Linked DNA regions of Sus scrofa: regions 1 and 2 are each linked to region 3. Evidence: chromatin contacts called from public Hi-C and HiChIP or PLAC-seq data. All regions are on one chromosome and are shown on one strand. Each heading gives the region's core, a stretch centred on a gene start, on an enhancer-like site or on the middle of the called end of the contact. The rest is flanking DNA. Distances are from core to core; before and after follow the strand shown.

Region 1 (4,136 bases), core at 1,081-3,580, 41 kb before region 3:
ACCACAAGTCTGTCAGGAGAACCTTCTAACCAAACCTTTCTCACATCTGAAGTTCTCTAGTTTCCCCAACAAAGAAGCACCTGTCATGTGCCATTGTCAAATACAGCTCTAGGCACCGGGTCGGTAACCTGATGACCTGGATTTTGTCCCACAGGATGCTCACAGGCTGGTGCAGGCAAGCTGCAGGGTTACACAGCCTGTCGGTTTAGCTTCCATGGGCACGGTGTATATCCTGTGTATACCCACCCCCATTGCCCCCCTAGGCCTGCAGCAGCAGTAAGAGTAGGTGAGCATTGGGGAAGGCTTTCAGAAGAGGCTTCCTTTGAGCCTTGTCTTGAAAGGAGACCAAAGTGGAAGGAAACCGCTTAAGAGGGTCCTTTGCTTAGCTCCTCCATAAAAATGGAGGCTCCCTCTCCCAGCTCAAGGGTGCACCTCTGCACTGGCAAAGCGATGTATGCCCAAATTTCCCCTCTCCTATGCCAGTTGTAGTATCTCAGGAGGTCATCCAGCTGACAAACTTTTCATCAGAAGAGTCACTGTGTCTGTCATAGACTAGAAGCTTCCAGAGGGTAGCAACTCAGGAAACCTAGGTAATTGTTTCTAGCACATGTACCGAGAGATACTTCGAGAAGAAGACCTCCTGGAAGATAGTAGAAGAAAGCAGCTCCTTCAGCGATTTTATGAGTCTTTACCTCTGTGTCTTTTACTCCTTCTCTCTCCCCCAAACAATGTCCTTTGTCACATTCTGCTTCTATTTCTCCAACCTCGTCCCCACATCTTTATATTTCTAGAAAAACAAACAAACAAAAACACCTGTTTTGTCTTGATGCTTTCCTTTTTCTCATGCTTGTCGTGTTAATTGCTTCTCTCCCCCCTCGCCATTCCTCTGGGTCTCCCATTGACCCCGCCTGTTTCTCTGTCATATCCCCGCTTTCTGTCTCTCTCTGTATAGGACAGCTGATTTCCCCTTCTCACCTTTTTTTTTACTTCATCCCTCAATTTGTTACTGCCTTTGTCGCTCACACTTTCTTCCTTTCCAAATGTAGTATTTAGAGAATGAAATATCGATTGAGGCAGATAAGGGAAAACCGCCCAACCTCCAAGGCAAATTCATTCTTAATCCTGTGAAAAAATGCAACCTGAAACGTATTGTACAGTGAGGCAAAAACCTATATGTCTTTGCCTTCCCTGCAATCCTGTTGGGGGCGGGGTGGGAGGAAGGTGGCAGAGGGAAGTGCTGGAGAAAGTATCCCCTCCTTAACGAAACAACATCGAAGTTTCAATCACAATGACCCTCGGATTTACTATAGAAATAGTATTGTCTGCTGTTTCAACACAAAATCTGGCTTTGCAGTGTTTGTGAGAATAAGGTTTTTCCCCTTTTTCGAGGGGGAAAAGAGAGCGTCCCTGGGTGGGCTCGAACCACCAACCTTTCGGTTAACAGCCGAACGCGCTAACCGATTGCGCCACAGAGACTGCGATAGCTAGTGGTGAGCTGGTGGCCAAGTCAATGGGAGTGAGCCTGCGACAGCGCTAGAATCAGAGCGGAAACCCCACAACCTTGTGAAAGAAGTGACTTGACGGAAAAAGGGAAGCCTCACGACCTGGAGAGAGAAGCAGGCGGGATGTGCACGCCTCCCCTGCACTGGCTCGGAGGTGGGGTTGGGGAACTGTCACCTGCTTCCTCATTGGGGACACCCAGAACGTCCCTCTTTAAGGTGACCCGAGGTTAGGGATACTTGAAAGTCGACCTGTTGTGAATCCCTCAGAGCAGAACCACCTTCGGCTTCCAAATCTTTCCTTTGCTGCCCAACCCTTGCAGCCGCAGAATACCCAAGACGCCCTCCCTCTGCCCCTCCCCTTGGCAACAGTAAAAATGCATTTTATGGGCTCCTCCTAAATACGAAGCATGTCCGGAGCCTAGCATGGTGACTGGCACACAATAGACAAGGATTTCTGGAATGAATAAATGAAACAAGCTTCATGAGTAATATGCGCGACGCGCACAGCGTGCTCTTAAACAACCCCGGGGCCCTTCACTAGTGCGAAAGCCCTCTATCTCGGGTTTCATCAGCCCACGTGGGCACAGGTTCCAGCCCGCGATGGGGAATCCAAGACTGGGTCCACCGCTATCCCAGCTTGCACCGCGACACCGGGCTCTTCCGCACTTACAGTGACTTTTCACTTTGCGATTTCCCCACCTCGGTTTTGGCCTCTCAACCAAACTCCTGTACTGATGACTGACAAGGAAGCATAGCCAATAGAATGCCAAAGTGTCCCGGAAGGGTCGGCCTCTCAGCCAATAGAGAGAAAGCAGCGAGAGTGGGTGCGCAGTGAGGCCCAAAGCCGGTTCGCAGGAATTGTGGCGATTGGAGGTCCTAATACACTGCAATCATGGTGAGATGGGGAGCGAGAAGAAGGGACATGGGGTAGGGATTGAGGAACAAGGAGTGGGGTCATGGGGAGTTGGGGAGGCGGAGAGGCCTGGTGGTCGGTTGAAGGAAACGACTCCAGTTTGAAGGGGGAGCGGACCGCAGTGAGGACCAAGGCGGGGAGTGGGGGCTCCCCGCAGAGCTGGAGTTGGGGCATTCAGGCACCTTCAGACTGGAGAAGGATGCGTCCAGAAGTCTCCGAATCAGGGGCTGCGCCGGGGGCCGTGGCCGCGTTTGGCCCCTCGCGCTGAGCCCCTCCGCTCTGTCTGCCCCAGTCTATTATGTCCTATAACGGAGGGGCCGTCATGGCCATGAAGGGGAAGAACTGTGTGGCCATCGCTGCCGACAGGCGCTTCGGGATCCAGGCCCAGATGGTGACCACGGACTTCCAGAAGATCTTTCCCATGGGCGACCGGCTATACATCGGCCTGGCCGGGCTCGCCACAGACGTCCAGACAGTGTAAGTATCCAGGGTCCCCACCCAAACCCACGCCTCTTCTTGGACCAGCCTTGCCTAGCGGTTTGAGTGGCCTGGGTGTCAGTCATCTATCAAACAACACCATTGCATCTGAGACCTTGCCGGACACAGAAAGCGAACAACTTAGCAGCATTTACTCTGTGCCAGACGCTGTGGATGGCACCTTATTACCTCCATGGACTTTAGTCCTCTTAACATTACCATGTTGCTGTCCCATTTTGCAGATGAGGAAACTGAGTGTCTCAGAGGGTTTATTGCCCCAAATGTAAGCTAATGAATGTCACCCAGGATCCCAATCTCTGAGGCCAAAGCTCGTGCTCAGTCTCTAAAGAACTTTGGCACTCGTTGGGAAACAAGGCAGGCATGCAGAAAGATAGCTAACCCATAATGAGCTGGAGCATATTAATTGCTAGATTAGTTACCTAGTTGACAGTGGTTCTTTGAGAGAAGGGAGAGTCCAGGAGTTGAAATAGGTGGTTCTCCTGATGATCCAGGTTTGAGGGTTGAGGTCCTAATAGGGTGGCGTGGTGGGAAAGGAAAGGAGGGCATTTCTGAGAGTGGTCACTGACCAGTCTTAGCAGTGACAAGGATATTGTGAAGCCAAAGAGTTACCCATTGAAGTCAAGGTTTGTGTCTTTTTTTATCTGTTTTTATGGTTTACCCTAGTACTTGGCATGCTGGCAAAATGTTTTTTGGATTTTTGTCTTTTTAGGGCTGCACCCTGTGGGCATATGGAAGTTTCCAGGCTAGGGGTCCAATTGGAGTTGTAGCTGCCAGCCTACGCCACAGCAACTCGAGATCCGAGCCATGTCTGTGACCTGGCTCACCACGATGCTAGATCCGTGACCCACTGAGTGATGCCAGGAGTAGAACTTGCGTCACTCATGGATACTCATCGGATTTGTTACTGCTGAGCCATGACGGGAACTCCCCAAAATGTTTGAAAGATGATTTCTGTTTTGAGCATGTTGACTGAAATATAGGAAGACTAGTTTTAAGGGAAAGGTGGCAACTTTGATTTTGATACCAATTGTAAAGGCACAAAGTAAACCATGCAGAAATACCTCTGGAGCAACTGGGGTCTTGAGATTATATCTCAGGGCTGGATAGGCATTGGTGATCTGTGAAATCTATAGGAACAGATTCTGGAAAGCCAAAAACATAGAGGGAAAAAATAAGCTGCAACTCAAGAGCTGTATATTTAGCAGTGGGGAAAGAAGAGAGGC
Region 2 (4,167 bases), core at 1,125-3,624, 50 kb after region 3:
TCCGTTGAAGGTTTTCTTGCACCCATTTAATTTTCTCTCTTCAGACGTTCCCGGTCCCTGAGGAGTTAGCAATACCCTAGAGGTCGCACAGGGTGTCTCTACGTCGCAGAAGCTGCGCGTCTGCCGGGACTCGGTGGCGAGAGGCCCAAGTTTCCTCAGGCAGAAAGAAGGCTGAGATCCTGCCCATCTCGGAGACTTGGAGGCGAGCTGATTTAATGTTAATTATAGCTTCTTTTGGGGGAGAAATGGAGTGCCGGGGCAGGCGAATATTATTTCACCTAGTTTATGTTCTGACCAGGAAGACTAGAGCAGAATCCACGCTGGGCAGGTTTATACAGTGGCAAAGTTTAACAAGACACAGCATAGATGTAAGAAAAAAGGTGAAAAGTAGGAGCTCCTTTAGATTAGCTCAAAGGCAGGTCTTTGGCCTGATGAATCTGCAGGGGATGAGTTTGAAGCCTAGCGTCCAGGAAAGGGGTGAAAAACGAGTTATTTCTCTGAATGGCAGCTCTGCTTCATCTCCCATGTCTAGCTCGGCGACACATCTCACAGTAAAGGGAGCCGTGGGGGAAAAAATGAGTTCAAGCTGCATTCCCCTGGGGCCCCGAGGGATGACACAACCAAATTCCGAGTTTAAAATATCACAACTGCCCCCTGACTCAAGAAGCATGCCTCTCTCTCTATCCTTTCTTTTTCCTTTTTTTGGGCAAAACCTAGTCGAGGGAGATGCCCTTGCTCCCTTCATACTTATAGTTTTCTTCCCACCCAACAAGGATGCTGTCAGGCAACCAACAGATATCTGTCTCCATCTTTAGGTTATGAAACTGGAGGGCCCTGTATTACTGTTTCAGTGGGTTCTTGAAGTGCGGTCCCTCAGCATCAGCATCTCCTGGGAACTTGATCAAAATGCAAATTCATTCTGGGGGTGGAGGTCCCATTCCAGGCCTACTGAATTAGAAACTGGGGCGGGGGGCAGTTTTCAATAAGCTCTCCAGGTAATTCTGACACACGCTCAAGTATGAGAACCACGACTTTAGTTTTATATCAGTTTACATCGGGATGTACCTTTGTAAACTAAAATGAGCTTTGGGGTTGGCATGGGCCATTTTAGTGTTCTCTAAGGGCTTTCATTCTGCTGGTGCCATGAGCAATAGGGAAAGATAAACAGGGCTAGCGCCATGTCGACGGTAATAAAGAAAGTTGAAGTTGGAGACAATCTGCGCCTGTGGGTTTCCTTCCCTTGACCCTGACCCCTACCCCAACTCGCACACCAACTTGGAGGGAGTCGTCTTGTCTCCTAAATCAGGGCCTGTAACTGACACAACTGAGGCTGCCGGCCGTGGCCAAAGAAATCCAGACTCCTCTAACGCTGGAATGGGTGCCTGCAGCTTTTCTACCTCGTTTTGCCCGTGTATCCACCCCCGTTCCTGCTGAGTACAAAGTAAAACCGAAAGCTTTCCCCTATCGTTGTAAAATGAGGAAGGGATTTTCAAACACCATTCTTCTGTTTTCTTTAACACCTAGGACCCAAGGTTAAAATGTGATTTCGCCAACGGAAGAGTTACATAAATTTTGTAAGTTTGGCAAAACCGCCGAGGGGGCACCCGGACTTGAACCAGGGACCTCTTGATCTGCAGTCAAATGCTCTACCACTGAGCTATACCCCCGCGCCGCGTTACTGTCTGGGGACGGCTCCTTTGGGTGTTAAAACACTGCTACACCAAAGGCGGAGCGCAAGGATTAGGAACGAAAGAGGAAAAAGGGCCCAGTGGAAAGCAGAAGGTCCCCAGATCCGCTGAACCACCGCAAAGCTGTACGGCAGAGGCCTCGGGAGGGAAGAACTAGCCCGGGTTGCAAGGCGCTGAGTCCTGGCGGGAGGGACGGGTTCCGCCCTGCAAATGTGGGAAAGGATGTTGCGCCGGGAGGCTAACAGGGGCGGTGAAGTGGGGCTCCCGTTCGGTCCGCAGGTTCTCGCCAGGTACCGGCGGGTTACAAAGGAAGCCCCCAAATCTGGCGGATCTGGTTGGGCGTTCGAGAGTGTTCGAACCCCACTCTCGACAGGTCAAGGGGTCTGCCCGCCTACCGCAGCCCAGGCGCGCAGATGTACGGCCAGACCGGCTCCGCGCCGCCTCCAGCTCCGGAAAGGCCCTGGGCAAGGTTGTCCGCGCCAGATCCTCGGGCGCGTAGCTCCGGGGCACCTTCAGCTTTGGAGCGCACCTAGGCGCGCGCGCCGGGTCCCGCAGTCCTCCCCGGAATCCACCCCCGCGCAGCCCCACGTCGCTCGGGGAGCGCGCCTCTCCGCGCGCGCCCCTGCCCGCGCCCGCGGCGCGTCCCCGCCCCGGTACAGCCCCTCCTCCCCGCTGTGTTTATTAGGGGAAGGAGGGCGGAGGCGGAGGCCAGTTCCCTAGCTCCAGCCGCCGTCGCCGTCGCCTGTGCAGTTGCAGCCGCCGCCGCCTCCCGCCAGCTCGCTCCGGGGAAAGAGAACGCGCGCGAGCTCGGGCGTCCCCGCCCCAGCCTTTCCCGGAGTCATGAATCCCAACTGCGCCCGGTGCGGCAAGATCGTGTACCCCACGGAGAAGGTGAACTGTCTGGATAAGGTGAGCCCGGGACTGGGAGACGCGACTCTGCAATCTCCGAGCTGTGCTCCATTTCCAGGGAGGAGAGAGGGGCCCGGTCTACGCCGCCTCATCCCCGCGAACCTGGGAGGAGGGAGGGAGGGCGGTGTCATGGGGTGTGGGGACAGACCCCAGTCTGGAAACCAGGAATCTGAGGCGAGGCAAGGAGTCTACGCGTGGCGGGCAGCCACTACGGGAGGCCACTACTGGAGAAGAGTGGGTTCTGTGCCCCGGGCTTGGGAGGACGCGAATGGAGTAGGGAAGTCAGGCCCCGCGGTGGGGGTGGGGGTGGGGGGAGCGGGGGAAGGTTAGGGGTGCAGCCCCGCCCCCTAGGGCCGGGAGAGTGAGAGCAGACGGCCGCTCCCTCTCCCCGCCGCGCCGAGCGCCAAGTAGGCGGAAGCGCGGGGCGCTGGGGGAGGGGGCGGCGGGGGGGCGGGGCAGAGGTTGGGGAGCCCAGCGAACCCGTGGGCTCTGGCCGCGTCTGGCCGGGCTTCCTGGCCTGGAGACTGCGGGGCGGGGGCTCTCAGCCGGCGAGTGTTGCATCTGGTGAACTGGGCTTCGGATACGACCCGAGCCACACTGAGAGACCCCTTTTTTTTTGGATGACCTGCAGCCCCCCGCCCCTGGTGGTTCCATGGTTAATGAACTAGCAGACGTCCTCCATGGCCTCCCAGCCCCCACCTCAAATACACGCCAACTCCCGCGCTAGGCGGCCCAGCCGGACTGGGGCGGGGTCCGGTGCTGGAGTAGGGTGGGTGGGGGGGTTGCTTCGCAGAGACCTCCTGAAATTGTGCTCAGTGACTGAGTCCAGCTAGTAGAACAAAGAGCTAACTTTTCAAAGCAGGTTTCCCCGATGGAGGGTGGGGTTGGCTGAGTTCAGGGGAAGCTAAGAAAGGAGGGGGGAGGTGTTAGAAGGAAGGTTAGGTGGCCTTCTGGAAATTCACTGTCCCCTGGGGGCCTTTACGCGTCGTCTCCCCCCCCCCCACCCCCGGCCCCGCATCATGCTGGACTCGTTCATCTGGTTGCCATTATACTTTTGGAGGGGGGCGGAGAGTAGAACTGGGTATTTCCAGCAGTTGGGGGTAGGATCCGGGCCTCTTTTAAGCTCCCTATGATCCTAAGGCAAAATCCACCTTCTCCCCCCCTACATCCCCTCCCCACGGGGGAGGAGAGGCCTCTGATTTTGACCCTCTCCTCGTCGTGCCTTTCATCTACCTCCTAAAGCCGGTTCCAAGTCCAGAGAGCCCTCCTTCCCGCCTGGACTGGCAGGGGTTGGGGGGCATGGGATGGAAGAGGGGTGCAGAGCCCACCTGCAGCCAGGTTTTGCTGGGGAAAGGGTAGTTCCTTGGATCTTTTTTTTTTGTCTGTCCCCTCCCCCCTTGGGCTTGGCACTTCCTCAGTGACCTTTGACTTATGAGTCAGGGTGAGGGGGTGGGGTTCCAGGTTCTGAGATACATTTGAAATTGCTCCTGGAGAAAGGGGGGCATCGGGAGCTGCTGCTCTTTCACTCCCTCTCCTGAGCCTGGCCGGGTTGTGGGTACAAGGGCTGTGG
Region 3 (3,790 bases), core at 300-2,799:
CAATCTCCAGCCGACGGCTCTTCTTGTAAAGCAAAGCTCAAAGTCTTGCTGGCCCTGGGCTCCTCTGTCATCAGTTGGTCTTGTGGGCAATTTCAAGTGCTCCGAAAAGTCACGGAGCCTAAAGAACTGATATCCACAAGAAACTCCAGCCATTAGCTTCACTTTCTTCATTCCAAACTTTGAATTGGTGCAGTTGGTATTTCGGGTTTTTTAACTTCCTCTGCTCATTTCTGGAAGTAAGGACGCACAATGAAATGCAAGAAACAAGTAGTTGGAAGAGAAAGAAAGACCCCAAACAAACAGGACCGACACAAAGTCCTCTAACTCAAATACTGGGCAGGGCCCCAACTTTCTAACGGGAGCAGTTGGACAATCTCAAAGAAGCCCAAGGACCCAAAGAACCTCTCTCTCATCATAATCACTATCCATTACCACACTCTCCCGACCACACAATAGAAAGCGCAGTAACTGAAAAGTCAACATCTTTGACACGATCGCCATAGAATTCAGGAAGATGCGTTATTCCTACTATGAACAGTCCTCAAAAGCAGGCCTCACCTTCTCTAATGGTTATTCCCCCTTCTCTCTAACCCAGGAAGACCCTGATCTGTGGCCCAAGGAAGCCAGTGCTTCTCCAGTTGATACATCTTGTTCGAGAAGAAAAGAAACCCGAGGAGGATTTCCAGGCAGGGGTAAAGAGGTCTGGAGGATGGGGAAACCTTGAGCAGCCACATCAAACGACCAGAAACGGAGGACTATTCAGGTAGGCCAATGCCACCTGCCCTGTCAACTGGACAGTGAGCTAGGCAGCCAATTATAAGGAAGAAGGGGGAGAACAAATGCAACAAACGGGGTGAGGTGAGAGGAGAGGATGATAGCCATTCCACCCCACCCAGGCCTTCCCTCTGCGCTCCAGGGGCTGCCCGCTGCCAGACGCAGGAAGCTTGAGGGGCTGGAGGGAAGGGGAGGACGCGACGGCACACCACCGTCGGAGGCACCAGGCCTCGCGTGGCGTGCAGGGAGGCACACCCGGCCGGGATGGCGTGCAAGGGCGGGGTGGGCGTGCAAGTGGCTTGTCGAGGGGGTGCACGCGTTACTGGCAGGGCCGGCCAGGCGAGGGCCCGGGGCGGCTGGGGGCGGGTGGGGGAGGCGTGAGCGCGCACGGGGCCGCGCTCGGAGGGGCGCGCGCGGGGGAGCTGGTTACCGTGTGGTTCACCCCCCACATCAGAACGCTGAGGATCGGCTCGCTGGCCCGGAATAGCTTCACTTTCTGGCACACGAAATGCTTCTTCTTGGTCTTGGTCTTGCTGGCGCTGAGCGGCGCCACCGCCACCGCCGTGGTGCTGGTGCAGTTGGACGACATGCCCGGGGCGGCGGCGGCGGCGGCGGCGAAAGGGGGGGCGACCGAGACGGCGCACAAGCCAGCGGCCCCAGGCCTCCCCCAGACCGATCCCCACCCCCGCTCCCTCACCGCGCCATGGTCGCGCCCGTCCCGTTACCTCCCCACCCCGCCCCGGTGGTTCCGTCCTCCCCACGCTCCGCCCTCTCTGCCCCGCCCCGCCCCGCCCCGCCCCAGGGAGCCCGCCCGCCCGCTCCGCACCCCGCCCCCAGGCGGTACAGCTGCCCAGCCGCCACCGGGCCCTCTCCTCCCTGCCTGGGTGGTACCGCCCACCCCGGGGAGGCAGCGGCCGCCCGGCCCGCCCCTCCTCCCCGGGCCTGACAGGAACGGGGCCGGCCTCCGCGTGCCTCAGAATCCCGCGCCCGAGCAGGGAGGGGAGGAGGACTGGGTAGGTCTCGCTGTCTACCGCGGGAGGGTCTCCCTGTCCGGGCCCACCAAAGCCAGGGTTTGGCTTTTTCCTCAACCTGACGTGCCAAGATGGCGGCAGCGCCACGGCTCCGGAGGGGAGGAGGGGCGGGAATGCGGGGGTGGGACGTACCATCCCCACCCCGGGGGAGAGAGAAGGAACACTGCGAGGGGAAAAGAAGGTCCTGCCCGGAAAGGCAAGGAACGCCCCCTCGCTCCACCCAAGCGTGGATTTTCCCACTCCTCTGGACCCCGGGGATGCACGCCACCCGCGGGACACGCCCCCTCCCCCCAGGGCCAATGAGAGGAGCCAGCCGGGAGCCTTGGGTTTTATGAATGGGTCCCGCTCCCACCCACCGGCCGCCGGCCTCCTCCCGCCAAAGGCTCGGGGTAAGGTGCAGGCTGGCACCTTAAGACACCTATCCTTCAGCAGAAAATTATAATCTTCTTACTCTCTGGCCCACTTGATGAGACCTTTGAGTAAACCGCCCACGCTTTGTTACATAATTCCTCTCGAACTGAGACTCCACATATTGGATACAAATTGCGGATCAATATTGCTCTGTATCGGAATCTGGAATTCGGTACTCACCCTAAGTTGCTCTTTACACAGTTAGGAAAAAAATAAATGTGGTCTTTATTACCAAGTAATAAAAGACATAATTAACCCTGGCAGGATAAGGTGATGAAATGAATGACAAGTGTATGTCACCTTCTCTCTGGAGAAAAACTGAGTTTTAAGCATGATAGTTTCTGGAATCGTAAGTGTTCAAAAATATAAACCCAGATTCGTTCTAGGCAGAATTAGGAATCAGCAGAACAAGGAACTAGAGCAGCTAATGTGTGGGTCAGCAGTGCCTAGGACCTCCTGGATGGAGTGAGAGCCTCTGGTGAAAGAAGTAAAGGGAAAGGGGTAGAGATAGGAGACTGGTCCCATGAGTTTGGGTGGTTTTTGTTTTTTTGTTTTAATACCTGACTAAAAAATAATAGCAAACAACACCTGAAAATCTAGAATTGTAATAAGATTACTACATGATAAAAGGGAAGCCATGAAATAAACAGCTTCCATTTTATTTTCTTTTAAGAGCCAAGGAGTATACTGGCAGTTTGGTCCTGACTCCTAAAATCATCTGACTTCAACACTGCACTGCCCACACTGCAGACTCTAAGCAGTGTAAAAGGATTGATACCCTACGTCCTATCAATAAACCCAGGCCCCTCCAAAACTAGCCAGATTCAAAGAGGAAAGAAAAGCTGACCTGCCTTACTGTGTTACTGGATGACAAGATACAGTGTGGTCCTATTACATAGTAAAGTCACTTACCAAACAAGATCTTCTCACAAAGCTAACTTCTTTTTTTAAAAGCATGAAAAAATATACATTTGTACATATACACACTATGCTTTACAGCTGGAGAAAAAGTCCAAATACTTCAATAGTTCATTTACAGGGCTTTTCTGCATTGTTTTCCCTTCCAGATTCTTTGTCACTCCCTGGGCTCTACCTGAGTGGCTTTGGGGAGAGAGGCTTCCAAAAGGTCCGGTCTATACTGAGGTGGTAGTATAGGGGTGTTCACACAGGTGGAGGGAAGAGGAATAAAAAGTACCCTGACCATGGGGAGCAGGCTTCCAGAGCAACATGAGTGCTCACCCCGAGATGCTCCAGTGCCCATCCACTAAAAAAAAAAAAAAAACAAAAAAAAGTTAACATCTGCTCTGCACCCAGCAAAAGTTACCGAGGGTCCCATAGAGCAAGTCACACGGGTTCTCAAAAGAAATGGGCTGTTTCTGCGATCCACGGGGGACAGTCACTTTGAACAGTGGTGGTTTGACATCTGTGGAAGAAGCCATTTGAACTCTTATAAAGAGAATTTGTAAGGGGTCAGCAGCCTCCCTGAAAACTTCAGGAAAACCAGCAAGACAGGCGATGGCTTTCATCTTTTCATAAAGTTCTTCTCCAGAGCTACTGAGGTCCTCTGCAGGGAA

What was found. A called contact is a pair of places that touch in the nucleus more often than the background predicts. HiChIP or PLAC-seq counts read pairs in DNA pulled down with a chosen protein or histone mark.
Region 1: a contact with region 3 is called in a Hi-C map of embryonic fibroblasts, with 1.9 times the contacts expected there. The contact joins the promoter of PSMB3 here to the promoter of PIP4K2B in region 3. A contact is called at or near these places in 1 of 5 promoter capture datasets (liver), 8 of 47 Hi-C or Micro-C datasets (brain, embryonic fibroblasts, epiblast stem cells and 5 more) and 2 of 2 datasets of contacts at active chromatin or transcription factors (alveolar macrophages and skeletal muscle).
Region 2: an H3K27ac HiChIP or PLAC-seq map of alveolar macrophages shows a contact between it and region 3. The contact joins the promoter of LASP1 here to the promoter of PIP4K2B in region 3. A contact is called at or near these places in 1 of 5 promoter capture datasets (fetal skeletal muscle), 4 of 47 Hi-C or Micro-C datasets (embryonic fibroblasts, heart right ventricle, liver and 1 more) and 2 of 2 datasets of contacts at active chromatin or transcription factors (alveolar macrophages and skeletal muscle).

The regions. Positions count from the first base shown.
Region 1 is chr12:23,355,810-23,359,945 of Sscrofa11.1, reverse strand. PSMB3 (proteasome subunit beta 3) reads left to right here and starts at 2,330. Exons shown (of 6, transcript NM_001144902.1): 1 at 2,330-2,397; 2 at 2,708-2,892. The coding sequence starts at 2,395. TRNAN-GUU (a tRNA gene) reads right to left here and starts at 1,476; the gene lies at 1,403-1,476.
Region 2 is chr12:23,265,416-23,269,582 of Sscrofa11.1, reverse strand. LASP1 (LIM and SH3 domain protein 1) reads left to right here and starts at 2,374. Exons shown (of 7, transcript XM_021067060.1): 1 at 2,374-2,597. The coding sequence starts at 2,529. It overlaps TRNAC-GCA (a tRNA gene), which reads right to left and starts at 1,667; the gene lies at 1,596-1,667.
Region 3 is chr12:23,314,872-23,318,661 of Sscrofa11.1, reverse strand. It overlaps PIP4K2B (phosphatidylinositol 5-phosphate 4-kinase type-2 beta), which reads right to left and starts at 1,549. Exons shown (of 10, transcript XM_021067062.1): 1 at 1,205-1,549. The coding sequence starts at 1,363. CWC25 (CWC25 spliceosome associated protein homolog) reads right to left here. Exons shown (of 10, transcript NM_001244652.1): 10 at 3,217-3,790. The coding sequence ends at 3,739.